2 separate regions of the Mus musculus genome follow, and region 2 is linked to region 1. The links are chromatin contacts, called in public capture Hi-C maps. All regions are on one chromosome and are shown on one strand. The core of a region is the stretch at or near the end of the contact, and the rest is flanking DNA. Distances in the headings are between cores, read along the strand shown. Region 1 overlaps Atrnl1 (attractin like 1). Region 2 overlaps 1810007D17Rik (RIKEN cDNA 1810007D17 gene).

Region 1 (6,455 bases), core at 1,999-4,498:
GTGACCAGACTTACATAAAAATCTGAAGTACTCAGCAAGTGAGATCAGTGGATGAACAGCAAGTGTATAGTGATTTTGATACTTATTGATATTAGTTATCCATCTTAGAAAATGCACATAAAACCCACAGTATCATAGCAACACCTTAGCTGCTATAACCCATGCATACACTGAACAAGCAAACTCCCTCTGCTCTGGTCCATCTGGGAATATACGGTGATTTTACATCACCGTTTATTTAAGATGATTAGTGAGTCTTACATCACTGCTTAGTTCAAGATGATTCCAGCACTGTCGGAATTTGTTTGCATATATCATGACCCACAGATATAGCAGTGACTTGACAGTCCTATTCCTCCACATTCCCTCCACATGTGAAATCTCAGTGCACATAAAGGCTGCACGTGAGCACATACCACGGCTTTACTCATGGATACCGGAGTCTGGCAGACGTCTCCCAGTTGTATATATGTGCCTCGTCAGTGGTGGGTAGCCTTTTGAGCTAAAAAGCTCAGACTACTGTCACCGTTCAAAGACAACTCTTATGTCCACTGTGATAAGAAGCATAAGACAGTGCTACTATGAAGTGGCTCTGCATTTATGTGAACTGGGAAGGATAATTTGATAGCATCAGAAATAGAGTTTCCTTACCACAGGTCGTCTTATAGTGTGTGGGGTTAACGAGAACAGCAAGGCGGAATGGAGAGTGTACTTTGGTCTGATGAGACTGCTCTCGTTTTCTCTGTTTGATGTTACTCAATTGTATGCATTTCCCAGAGTTTATAAAACTGTAACATACAGGGTGAGCTTTGAATATGGTTGTAAGGGATAGCTCAAAAATTAAACTCAAAAGTTTTAGAGCTAAAAATAAAACCTGTCTCAAGCTTTTGGTTTAACGAAGATGAAGAATTTAAATGCATTAATGAAATGTTTTCTCTCTTATTCAGCTACATATCCACATGCACCTGAATTCTCCTCAGATACATCAATGGAAAGCACACGGCACAACACAGTAGCAATAGAACTTGAAGCCAGTATGTGTAGTGCCTGTAACCTAGCACTGGGCACGCTTTGACAGAGGCCTAGCAAGTACAAGAGCTCCTTAGCTACATAAATAAGTGGTCTTCCCTCAAACATGAATAAAAAATTGAGCGTTATATGAAAATGCCTCTGCTATCAAGCAGGCCACTGGAAAAAAATCTAGACACAAAACAATGTCATTCTGAGAAATTCTTCATAAATTACCTTACTTTATTATTATTTATGAATACTTTGTACATTTTGGTGTGTGTGTTTAGGCTGTGGTGATCATTCAAGAGAGCTCAGCACTTTGGTTTTGAGATTGGTTTCCCACTGAACCTCAGCCCACTGGTGCCTCTCTGAGCTCCTGCAGTGCTCCCTGAGCTCCTGAAGTGCTCCCTGAGGTCCTGCAGTGCTCCTGAGCTCCTGCAGTACTCCCTGAGCTCCTGCAGTGCTCCCTGAGCTCCTGCAGTGCTCCCTGAGCTCCTGCAGTGCTCCCTGAGCTCCTACAGTGCTCCCTGAGCTCCTGAGCTCCTGCAGTGCTCCCTGAGCTCCTGCAGTGCTTCTGAGCTCCTGCAGTGCTCCCTGAGCTCCTGAGCTCCTGCAGTGGTCCCTGAGCTCCTGCAGTGCTTCTGAGCTCCTGCAGTGCTCCCTGAGCTCCTGCAGTGCTCCCTGAGCTCCTGCAGTGCTCCTGAGCTCCTGCAGTGGTCCCTGAGCTTCTGCAGTGCTCCCTGAGCTCCTGCAGTGCTCCCTGAGCTCCTGCAGTGCTCCCCGAGCTCCTGCAGTGCTCCTGAGCTCTTACAGTGCTCCCTGAGCTCCTGAGCTCCTGCAGAGCTCCCTGAGCTCCTTCAGTGCTCATTGAGCTCCTGCAGTGCTCCCTGAGCTCCTGCAGTGCTCCCCGAGCTCCTACAGTGCTCCCTGAGCTCCTGCAGTGCTCCCCGAGCTCCTACAGTGCTCCCTGAGCTCCTGCAGAGCTCCCTGAGCTCCTTCAGTGTTCCCTGAGCTCCTGCAGTGCTCCCTGAGCTCCTGCAGTGCTCCCTGAGCTCCTGCAGTGCTCCCTGAGCTCCTGCAGTGTTCCCTGAGCTCCTGCAGTGCTTGCTGAGCTCCTGCAGTGCTTCTGAGCTAAAGTGCTCCCTGAGCTCCTGTTTTAGGATTAGAGAGGGATTACAGAGAAGTTTCATAGTGCTTATTTAACTTTGCTGTGATAATAGAATAAACGATCGGCATAGCATTTCTAAATAGTGAATAAATGACAGCTCAGGTTGTGCCACAAAGCTTGCCCTGCTTGGATGTCCTATTGTCACTAGAAAGCTATGTGTTAGGTTCTTAGATGCCAGGGACATCGAGTGTTCTACCAAACAATAGACGAGGGTTGTGTTCTGCTTGAAAAGTCCCCACTGAGTGTGACAGGGTCTCTTTCAAAGAGTGCTCTGAGCTTTCTTTCCCTAAGATGTCTGATGGGACAGCCAGGATTCTGCCCTAGTTACCTCCCCAGGGGAATGTCACTTACTACTCTGAGCTAGTTAGTCTGTCCCCGATGGAGGGACAGTGAGGACTCTGCACTAGTCCCCTCTGTGATGGAATCATTTACCATCCACTTTCACATCATCTCTCAGAAGGTCCAAAACTGTAAGCAGCTTCTCTATCAGCCCATAACTCACTGATTGTACACGCAAAGGAAGTGTATTCTCCGAATTTAAACACCCCTTGAACACATTATTGCAGCACAAAGTCTCCTTCGTGCCTTGTTCCTTGCGCACACACTCTTCACCCCATCCATGATGGGGCATTAAGGGGACCTTTAATATGTCATCCTCTATATACCCTTCAGGAACTTCCCCCTCCCCCCTCCTTCTGCTCCCTTCCCTACCTCTGTTTCCCCTCCCTTCCTATCCCTGTCCCTAAAATAATAATAAACGATTGGTTCTTGGCACAAACAAGAGATAGTGGAGATCTGAGTCTGACCCACGGTGTCTCATGCTCCTGCTGGGAGATTTGACAGCAGAAGGTTTGGGAAAGACTTTGGATGTTTACTCAGTACTTCACTTCTGTTTGTCTCTCCAAGTATTTAGAGTAGAGAGATTCAGGAACTGCTCTTGAAATGCCACTTACCCTCCTGCCTCCATGCCAATGACAGTTCTATTTATTGTGAAAGCTACAGAGAGGAGGTGGTAGAGGAGAGTGCACACAGCACTTGTGGTAGAGGTGTGTCACACAACACTATGGTTCCTGGCATCACAAGGCCACGTTAGTTCTTGAAACCAGACCTGTGTGTTCAGTCGCTGATGCTCTGCTCTAGTGCAGACCTCCTCCTAACTTGGCAACAATGGGCTGCCTCGTAGATTGCCTGGAGGAACAGGGTTTCGAATGTACTTACCAGAAAAAAAAAATAAGTTTGAGCGCTAATCCCAGTTTGATCATTACCGGATGCCTGTGCATTGCGGAATAAAAACACACCAGTAAATATGCACAGTTATAGCAATTAAAAAGACAATTACGGGGGCCTATGGGATGACTCAGAGTTTAAGAGCAGTGATTGCTCTTCAGAGGACCTAGGTTTGATTCTCAGCACCCAGATGGTGACTCTCGACCATCTGTGACTGTATTTCCAGATCCGATGCCCTCTTCTGGCTGTGTTGGTAACTGTATGCACATTGTGCTCACATTCAGACAGCTTTAATTAAAAAAAAAATTAAAAACAAACAAACCAACTCACAGACTCAGTTGGTCAGTTAGTGCTGTGTGCTCAGCTATAAATGTGGCATCTGTATTTGCACAGCCTCCCCAAGGCCCTGGGACCATTGTGGAAGAGGGGACAGGGAGAAGGTCATCTGAGTAAGGTCATTGAGGACCCAGGGTCCGAGTGCATTCTGGGAATGGCAGACGCAGCAAGCTCCCAGAGTCCACAGCAGCCGCTGTTGGCTGCACAAGATGAAGCCAGCTGGCAATCTAACAGGAAAGGAGAGGTGTTCGCTAATCCCACTTGGCTTCCACGGAAGGGACTTAGTTTTCTTTAAAGGTGTGCCACCTGTTAGATTGGTCATTCTCCAATGGATAGTTTCACACGTGTGAGGTTATAGGCGACACAAATTGGAATAGTGGCTTATTTTAAAGGACTAGAGGCCACATCATTGGGGGTCGGGGTGGGGGAAAGGGGCGTGGATGAGGAGTGAGGAGGATGTGTAAGGAGTTAGGGGAAGAGATAGCCTTGACTATGATGAAATGCTTTGTTTACATGAATGAAAAATTTAAATGCCTTAATAGAAATATATCATTTTATGTGATAAAAACAAAACAACCTGGAATTATACGTCATAAGCCTAGAGATGGTAGAAATGGTGGTTTATATAAAACAGATGTTCTTTCTATCAGAAGATACTTAAGATTCTGCTGATTTTTAAAACGCCACTTAAATTCATTATTTAAAGCAATACATCAATGTTGTTTTGTAGAATTGGCTGCTTTAGTATGAGCGCTGGTGTCCACCAGGCCTGCCCTTAGCATTCATTGTATATCTCTATATTGTATTTATTTCTCTTCCATGGGCCAGAATAATATGGATGCTACTCCAGCATTCTCCTCCACATCCTGAGTTAAAGGGCTGTGCTGTCCCTAGTCAGCACAGCTAGAGGATGGCAGAGACATGGGAGAGGACATAAAGGGCTCCTCAAAATCCTGTCTCCATCTGCATTTCATTACCATGAGGCAGTGAAGGTCCATCCTGTTATAGCTGCGGGGTCTTCCTAACACCTTCCCCTCCATAAAGAGAGACCTGGTGGGTCCTGAGTCGTCTCTGCTTCAGGCCTGCTTTGTGTCTTAAAACTTTGGAGTTGTCACACGGTGTTACCTGAAACCACTAACAAATTGTTAAAATTTATTTTAGTGAAAAGGCAAACTAACAACCAAGGCGATTTTTGCCGATGACGTCTGCCATCTTATGCTTGAATATCTCTGTATGTTGATTCACATTGTCAATGCATTGACTATTTCTGAAATGAGGATCAGATTCTCTAGGTGTGCAACCTTGTGGAAAACCATTTACACTCTGAGCCTCTTTTTCCTGTTTCATAGATCAACAGAGGCAGACACGGCAGCTCCCTGAGGCCCCGCGCACTTGTGGTGTGGAATTTAAGGCTATGACACTGTGTTGGTTTCACTTGTTTATTTCTTGCTTTAATTTAATTATCACCCTTAAGAAATATGTCATCATTTTGAATCAATAGTCTTCCCCAAAAGAGAAAATGGTATTTTTATTTATTCATGCCTAGTTAAATTTAACAGCAACATGAAGGACGTGAGTACCTGTTTCGTATATAATTTCATAATCAGGGCTCTGAAGGTCGTTTGAAATACTGCACTAATTAATGTTTTATTTCCAGCCTTCCTTAATTATTCTGGCCAGATGGTCGTTTATTTATGTTATTGCTGGAGGTTTCCAGCTGAGGTTGTTTGATTGTTGAAGAAAAATATGTACCAGCGCCATAAGATAACTGTAATTGAAACGTTACGTGGCTGGAGCCTCCCAGCCTTCTGGCCCTGCTCGAGCCACAGCTGGGACACAAGTTTGTTAACAAAGCAGCCGACACTTTTCTGATGTTTGCTCAGGATTCTGCAATGTGTAGGAAGAATCCAAATGACAAATGACTGTGCATTCTACTGTAAAAGGCAGCCCTGTGCAGATGCCTCTGTGCAGAGTTCCTCCTGTGCGTGAGATCCACAAACGCTTTACAAAAAGTGCGCGTCCGAGTGCTTTCCCAGCACCCTAATAACGCCAGGAACGGCGGTTCCATTAAGATCAAACTTTAAATTTGTGCAGATTAGCCCACCATTTAGGAAGCAGTTAAATGGAGTTTTTATGTCAGGGAACTTCAAAAGTCTAAGTGAATTGTCAGCTGAATAGATGTCCGATAAACGCAGGGACTGGACGTGGAAGATAAAAGTGATAATGACAGTCAATTGGGAGGGATGGAGGGAGAGCCCATTGTTAGGAAGAGCAGCAATAGACCGGGATTATCTGTCTCTTTACAAAGTCTCCTCTCCTGTCTTCACTTGTGATTTTTCAAATTACTAAATAAATTAAGAATTTAATCTGAGGCCTTCATAAAGCTAAGTTAGATCGAAAGCCTTATTAAAATCGCCACTGGCAACTTAACACTGGGCAATTTCCTTCCGAGTGAAAGTGATTTCATTACTGTGGTACTTAAGCCGGGTGCATGTGGAAATAATCAGCCTGAGACTTCCCTTCTGCGTGTTCATGGACCTTGAGGTCTCAGTACCTGGAGAACGGATGCAATTGACTTCTTATGTGTCCATCTCATCTTAAAGAGGTCATTCTATATAATTAAAACTGGACATTGCCTGGGTGTGGTGGTAAGTCTACACTCCGGAGGCAGATGCCTGTCACAGGAGCTCAAGGGCAGTCTGAGGTAGATGAT
Region 2 (6,455 bases), core at 1,834-4,333, 740 kb after region 1:
ATTTCAGAGCTCTCCCAGGGACAAAAAGAAATTGGGAGACATCCTGCTTTCTCTCTGGCCGTATAGGAGACATTCTTAGTTCTGGTTACATCAAGTTCTCTACCTTCTCTGTATTGTCTGTCCTTGGTGCACCAGTCTGTCCATGTGTCAATTTGTGTCTGTTCTAGGTTTCATGTTGAAAAGAAAAAATGGTTAAAACGTTATCTGCTGGCTATCCATCTCTTGATTCAGTCTCAGTTTGCGCAGCGGAGGCTAATTTAAGTTGCCCCGCACCTTAGCCAGGAGTCAAGCACAGCAGAAGCCCTGCTGCAAAGCTACTTTTAAGAGAGGTCAGCAGCTTCTTAAGTTCTAAGGCAAATAAGCTGATAGTTGTTTTTTCCTAGAAAGTTCTCTGCAATTGTGATCGTTGGGTTCAGTAAATGGCAAAGTGCTTTTTATCTTGAAATTACAGCTAGAAAAAGTAAAAATTCTTTGGTCTAAATTTATAAGATCAGTGTAACCCCTTCATTTGGTTTCTGACTGGTCTTAAAGGTATAAATATGCTCTGCATGTCTTGGTCATGGAGTATTGGCTTATAAGTTATTGGGTATGATTAAAAAGGAGTAACATTAGTAAAAAGAAAGTTAGCATAAAACTGGTTACTCAGGTTTGGAGTCATTTTAAACAACAAGTGGCATGAACTACCCCAGGAAACCAGGCCTCTAAAGATACTTCTAAATTGGGATAATATTTTATGTAATTCTTATCCTAGAAACTAGAGTTATAAGGGATAAGATTTAAAACAATGTCTCTTTAATGAAGCATTAAAAGTTGCACTGTCATGCATTCATATATAAGAATTGGCAGCCAATCTTATCTCCTTGTACAAAGATCAAGTCTAATGGATCAAAGACCTCCACATAAAACTAGAAACGCTGAAATTTATAGAGGAGAAAGTGGTGAAAAGCCTCAAAGATATGGGCACAGGGGAAAAATTCCTAAACAGAATAGCAATGGCTTGTGTGGTAAGATCAAGAATTGACAAATGGGACCTCATAAAATTGCAAAGCTTCTGTAAAGCAAGACACAGTCAATAAGACAAAAAGGCCACCAACAGATTGGGAAAGGATTTTTACTAATCCTAAAACTGACAGGGGACTAGTATCCAATATATACAAAGAGCTCAAGAAGCTGAACTCCAGAAATTCAAATAACCCCATTAAAAATGGGGTACAGAGCTAAACAAAGAATTCTCAACTGAGGAATACTGAATGGCTGAGAAGCACCCGAAAAAGTGTTCAACATCTTTAATCATCAGGGAAATGCAAATCAAAACAACCCTGAGATTCCACCTCACACCAGTCAGAATGGCTAAGATCAAAAATTCAGGTGACAGCAGATGCTGACAAGGATGTGGAGAAAGAGGAACACTCCTCCATTGCTGGTGGGATTGCAAGCTTGTACAACCACTCTGGAAGTCAGTCTGGTGGTTCCTCAGAAAATTGTACATAGTACTACCGGAGGATCCTGCAATACCTCTCCTGGGCATATACCCAGAAGATGTTCCTACTGGTAATAAGGACATATGCTCCACTATGTTCATAGCTGACTTTTTATAAAAGCCAGAGGTGGAAAGATCCCAGATGTCCCTCAACAGAGGAATGGATACAGAAAATGTGGTACATTTACACAATGGAGTACTACTCAGCTATTAAAAACAATGAATTTATGAAATTCTTAGGCAAATGGATGGATCTGGAGGATATCATCCTTAGTGAGGTAACCCACAAAAGAAGTCACTAGATATGCACTCACTGATAAGTGGATATTAGCTCAGAAACTTAGAATACCCAAGTTACAATTTGCAAAACACAAGCAAATCAAGAAGAAGGAAGACCAATGTGTGGATACTTCATTCCTCCTTAGAATAGGGAACAAAATACACAAGGAAGGAGTTACAGAGATAAAGTTTGGAGCTAAGACGAAAGGATAGATGATCCAGAGACTATCCAACCCGGGGATCCATTCCCATAATTAGCCACCAAACCCAGACACTATTGCATATGCCAGAAAGATTTTGCTGAAGGGACCCTGATATAGCTGTCTCGTGTGAGGCTATGCCAGTACCTGGCAAATACAGAAGTGGATGCTCACAGTCATCTATAGGATGGAACACAGGGCCCCAATGGAGGAGCTAGAGAAAGTACTCAAGGAGCTGAAGGGGTGGGCAACCCTATAGGTAGAACAATATGAAATAACCAGTATCCCCAGAGCTCTAGCTGCATATGCAGCAGAAGATGGCCTAGTTGGCCATCATTGGGAAGAGAGGCCCCTAGGTCTTGCAAACTTTATATTTCCCAGTACAGGGGAATGCCAGGGCCAAGAAGTGGGAGTGGGTGGGTAGGGGGAGCAGGGTGAGAGGAGAGTATAGGGGGCTTTCAGGATAGCATTTGAAATGTAAATAAAGAAAATATCTAATAAAATAAAAAAAAAAGAATTGGCAGTCAAACTTTATAACGTGAAAGTGATGTTTCTAGTATTGATTTTAAAGAGAATGGATTGTTTAAAATTGGGTTTACCTTCCAAAAATTGTGGTTGTGCTCTAACATTGCAAAAGAAACTTAAAAATTATGATTAAAAGTGTTCCATTGGCTTTCAAGCCAAAGATGGAGGCAGGCTGCTTTATGAATGCTAAGGAGAGACTAAATACTGTAATATAAATTTTCTCCCAGAAGCCCGTCTCTCAGTGCCACCATGCCACCACTACAGAGTCTACTCTGTCAGTCAGCACTGTAGCACCTGACACCTGCTGTCTTGGCTTAGGCTTTTCAGTACTGTCCCTCACCGGAAGCTTTGCCCATCCTGCTACCTTTCCATTTACCATCGCTTGCCGACTTCCAGTGCAGGGCTCCTCCTCCTCCCCTCCATCTCCCTATCCCAGGCAGCTGCTGAGACTTCGTTCTTGCCTGTTCTGCTATTTACTTTGCTAACATAACAAAATTGTCCTTGAGCTTTCTTCCAAGTTTGCTTCTAATTTCTTTTATTAGCAAGACCAAGAATGCTTGCTTAACTGCTCAATGCTATTAACATAGGTTGCACAATCTGAATCAGGCTAGTAAACACACCAGGAAGGGAGCAAGCACCCCAGGGCAGGGAGTTTATTTAGTCCTTACCTAATTCAAGTGGTGACTCTCTTTTCCCCTTTGGCTGGGGTCCAACCTCACCATCTTGCAGCTGACTACTTAAAAAGAATCAGCTGGCTCAGGTAAAGGGACCATCTTGAGGAAGGTGAGGCCATGAAGTTCCTGGGAATGCAGTGAGGCCTCTGGATAAACAAAAGTTTTACCAGATAAAGGAGATTAAAAGATCTGAATTCTGGGCTGGAGAGACGGCTCAGTGGTTAAGAGCACTGACTATTCTTCCATAGGTCCTGAGTTCAAATCCCAACAACTACATGGCGGCTCACAACCATCTGTAATGCGATCTGATGCCCTCTTCTGGGGTGCCTGAAGACAGCTATAGTTTGCTTGTCATATATATAAAACAAATAAATAAAACCTAAAAAAAAATCTGTAAAGTTCCTTTACATACAAGTTTCACAAGATAAGGGAGACTTACAGATATTGGCTGTGGGAACGAGCTACCTTTGGTAGAAAGCAATATCCTACACTAAAAGTTTCTTTGAATTTCCTAAGAATCTAAATGTGTTCTTCCTTAGATGTTGGAATTCACTATTGCTTGATTTTGTTGTTGGTAGTTTTCCCCAATGGAAATGCTTATATTTGCACCTTTTACTTTTTGTTTTAGCCTCAGAAATCTACAGTCTGTAGTGCACATACCTGTGATCCTTCAGCTCTGGAGGCTGAGACAGGAAGTATGAATGTGAAGACAGCCTAGGCTGCACTGTGAATTTGAAGACAACTTGGGTTACATAGCATCTCCAACACACACACCCCACATACACACACATATGCACACACATACACACACACATACATATACAAAATATACCCATATACACAACACACACACACACATATATACACACACATACACACATTTACACACACATACATACACATACATATACACATACATATACACAATACACCCATATACACAACATAAACACACACACATATACACACACATACACATACATACACATGCACACACATACATATACACATGCATATACACAATACACCCATATGCACAACATAAACACACACACATACACACATATACACACATACACACACATACATACATACATACACATGCACATACACACACACACACCCTCCATGGTGTTCTAAAGATTTTGAGTTTGGTTATAAAAACAATCAAACAAAGCACAAAAGATACAAAATAATACTTGCTGTGATTGTTAGTCAGAACAAGCTCCTTAAGAGACTAGATGCTCTGACCTGAGGGGAGACCAGATGTCCCAGTTGAGCTGGGTCAGTCATGGCTAAGATGCCCTGTAGGAAGCTGGGACGATCTTAGCATAGGTGGATTAATTAGTCCTTTAATGAGACATCGTAGGTAATCCTTATGCCTAGTGAAGTAGCTTCTGAGACCTCAGGGTCACAGCCCCACTCTGTAGCCTGGAAGTCTGCTCATTTCTGAATTATTCAGAAGATTAATTTTGCCTGCCCCCCCTTCCTGATAAGTTATTTTTCCACTGGTGAAATGAGCCAGTTCAAGCCAGGTTAGAGTATATATAAAGTATATATAAAGACAGGTTAGATTATATATAAAGTATATATAAAGACAGGTTAGAGTATACATAAAGGCAAGTTTACTGGAAAACCCCTTTGGGGTGAGTTCACTGGTCCCAAGGACCAAGGCCAGGAGGGGAGGGAGACAGGGGAGGGAGAAGAAAAAGAGGGAAAGTGCATTTGAGTAGAGAGAAGAAAAGATGGGAGAAGTGGGGGTGGGGGGAGAAAGACACAAAGTTCTGGGTTATATAGGAAAGGACCTCTGGGAGAGGCCGAAGCCCAGTCCCTGGGCTGGAAAGTTCAGGATAGAGGCTAGAATTTGCCAGGTAGGGACCAAGGGATGCTGGGAGAACATGGAGGCCAGGTTGGCTTTGGTACATTAAACATGCACCTCAGCTGTTTGTCCTGGTCCCAAACCCATTATTTCCTTTCCCTCCCTCCCTCCCTCCCTCCCTTCCTTCCTTCCTTCCTTCCTTCCTTCCTTCCTTCCTCCTTCTCTTCCTCCCTCCCTCCTCCCTTCCTCACTCCTCCTCCCCTTCCCTCCTCCTCCGCTCTACGTCTTTCTCTTTTCTAAGCATGTTAGCATGTAAACTGTTAGGCTTCCCTGAGACTTTGGCTTTCTAACTCTTTATCGAAACACAGCCTGACTTCCTGCCACGTCTGACCTCTGTGCTCATTCAAATAACCTGGCTCCTTTTCCTCCTCTCCTGGAGGGGTCGTTGAGGAGCACAGCTTGCCTGCCCTGGGGTTTTCTTTTAAACTCCAATAGAATTGTACTGGAGCCTCCTTTGAGTCCATTCTTATTTTATTAATGAGACTAAGAACCCCAAGAAGGGGCCCTGGTGGCCCTTTCTGTAATAATTCTATGCATTTATCTTTAACATGCTATTACATTTCATGTAATGAGATTCCAACCCCTGTCCTTCATGTACCAAGCGAGTTGCAGACACTATTTATGTTACTCTCGTAACACGCTGCTAAGCCTCAGATAATTTTCATGAATCACATTGACAACAGAATTCAGCAAGATTGGATGAAACTCTGACTTGGCCTTCCTAACCCTGACCTAATATACTGCTTATAAAACCACAAAGCCCCCACCCATGATAGTTATATGATGCATTTTATACTACATTAATACAATTGACACTTTTATGATATGTGGCAGTAACTATTATTTTAGCAAAGCATATATTAGAGAAAGTATTAAAAATCAAAGTGAGGAAAAAAATTCTGAGTAGCTCCATAATAATGAGGAAATTAAACCAAAAATATTGTGTTTCATGATAATTCTATTTAATGTTAAACACTGGACATGGTGTAGAACAGGCAGACACACCTGCATCAAACATCCCAGAGGGAGAAGCAGACAGCAGAGAAGGGGTCAGAGCAGGTGTGTGTGCACAGCTGTGATGCCTTACGTGTAATCTGAGTGCAGGCTGTGTGTGCACAGCTGTAGCACTTTTTGTTTAACATGGGTGCAGGTTATGTGTGCACAGCTATGCACTTTGTTTAACGTGAGTATACACTGAAAAGGGTTCATATGTAGGGCTGGTGGGAGGGCTCCGCATGTAAAGGTGCTTGCCACCAAGCTTGTGTTGTGCCTTAAGTGAGAAATGGCCATAGGTGCAGGTATTTGAACACAGCTTCGCCCTGCATTTTTGTCTGTCTGTGTTTCCTGTGTGCAGATGGAATGAGCTGTCCAGCTCCTGTTGCTACACCTTCTCCACCATGATGAGCGCTATCCTTCTG

The links. Capture Hi-C pulls out chosen DNA fragments and counts their contacts.
Region 2: a contact with region 1 is called in a capture Hi-C map of embryonic stem cells, with 8 times the contacts expected there. The contact joins two enhancer-like sites. A contact is called at or near these places in 1 of 39 promoter capture datasets (the C10 cell line), 2 of 15 datasets of contacts at CTCF or cohesin (embryonic stem cells and large pre-B cells), 7 of 484 Hi-C or Micro-C datasets (embryonic stem cells and trophoblast stem cells), 1 of 115 datasets of contacts at active chromatin or transcription factors (embryonic basal ganglia) and 1 of 9 other capture datasets (embryonic stem cells).

Annotation. Positions count from the first base shown.
Region 1 is chr19:57,865,388-57,871,842 of GRCm38.p6, forward strand. All of the region lies in intron 26 of Atrnl1 (attractin like 1), which reads left to right. Among named protein-coding and RNA genes, the nearest start is that of Gm52385, 57 kb to the right of the region's middle. Within about 2 kb of position 3,249, at least 2 of the 459 cell types and tissues checked have an H3K27ac peak or open chromatin away from gene starts, as enhancers often do.
Region 2 is chr19:58,606,803-58,613,257 of GRCm38.p6, forward strand. The region is part of intron 1 of 1810007D17Rik (RIKEN cDNA 1810007D17 gene); the gene reads left to right. Among named protein-coding and RNA genes, the nearest start is that of 1810007D17Rik, 3.7 kb to the left of the region's middle. Within about 2 kb of position 3,084, at least 2 of the 459 cell types and tissues checked have an H3K27ac peak or open chromatin away from gene starts, as enhancers often do.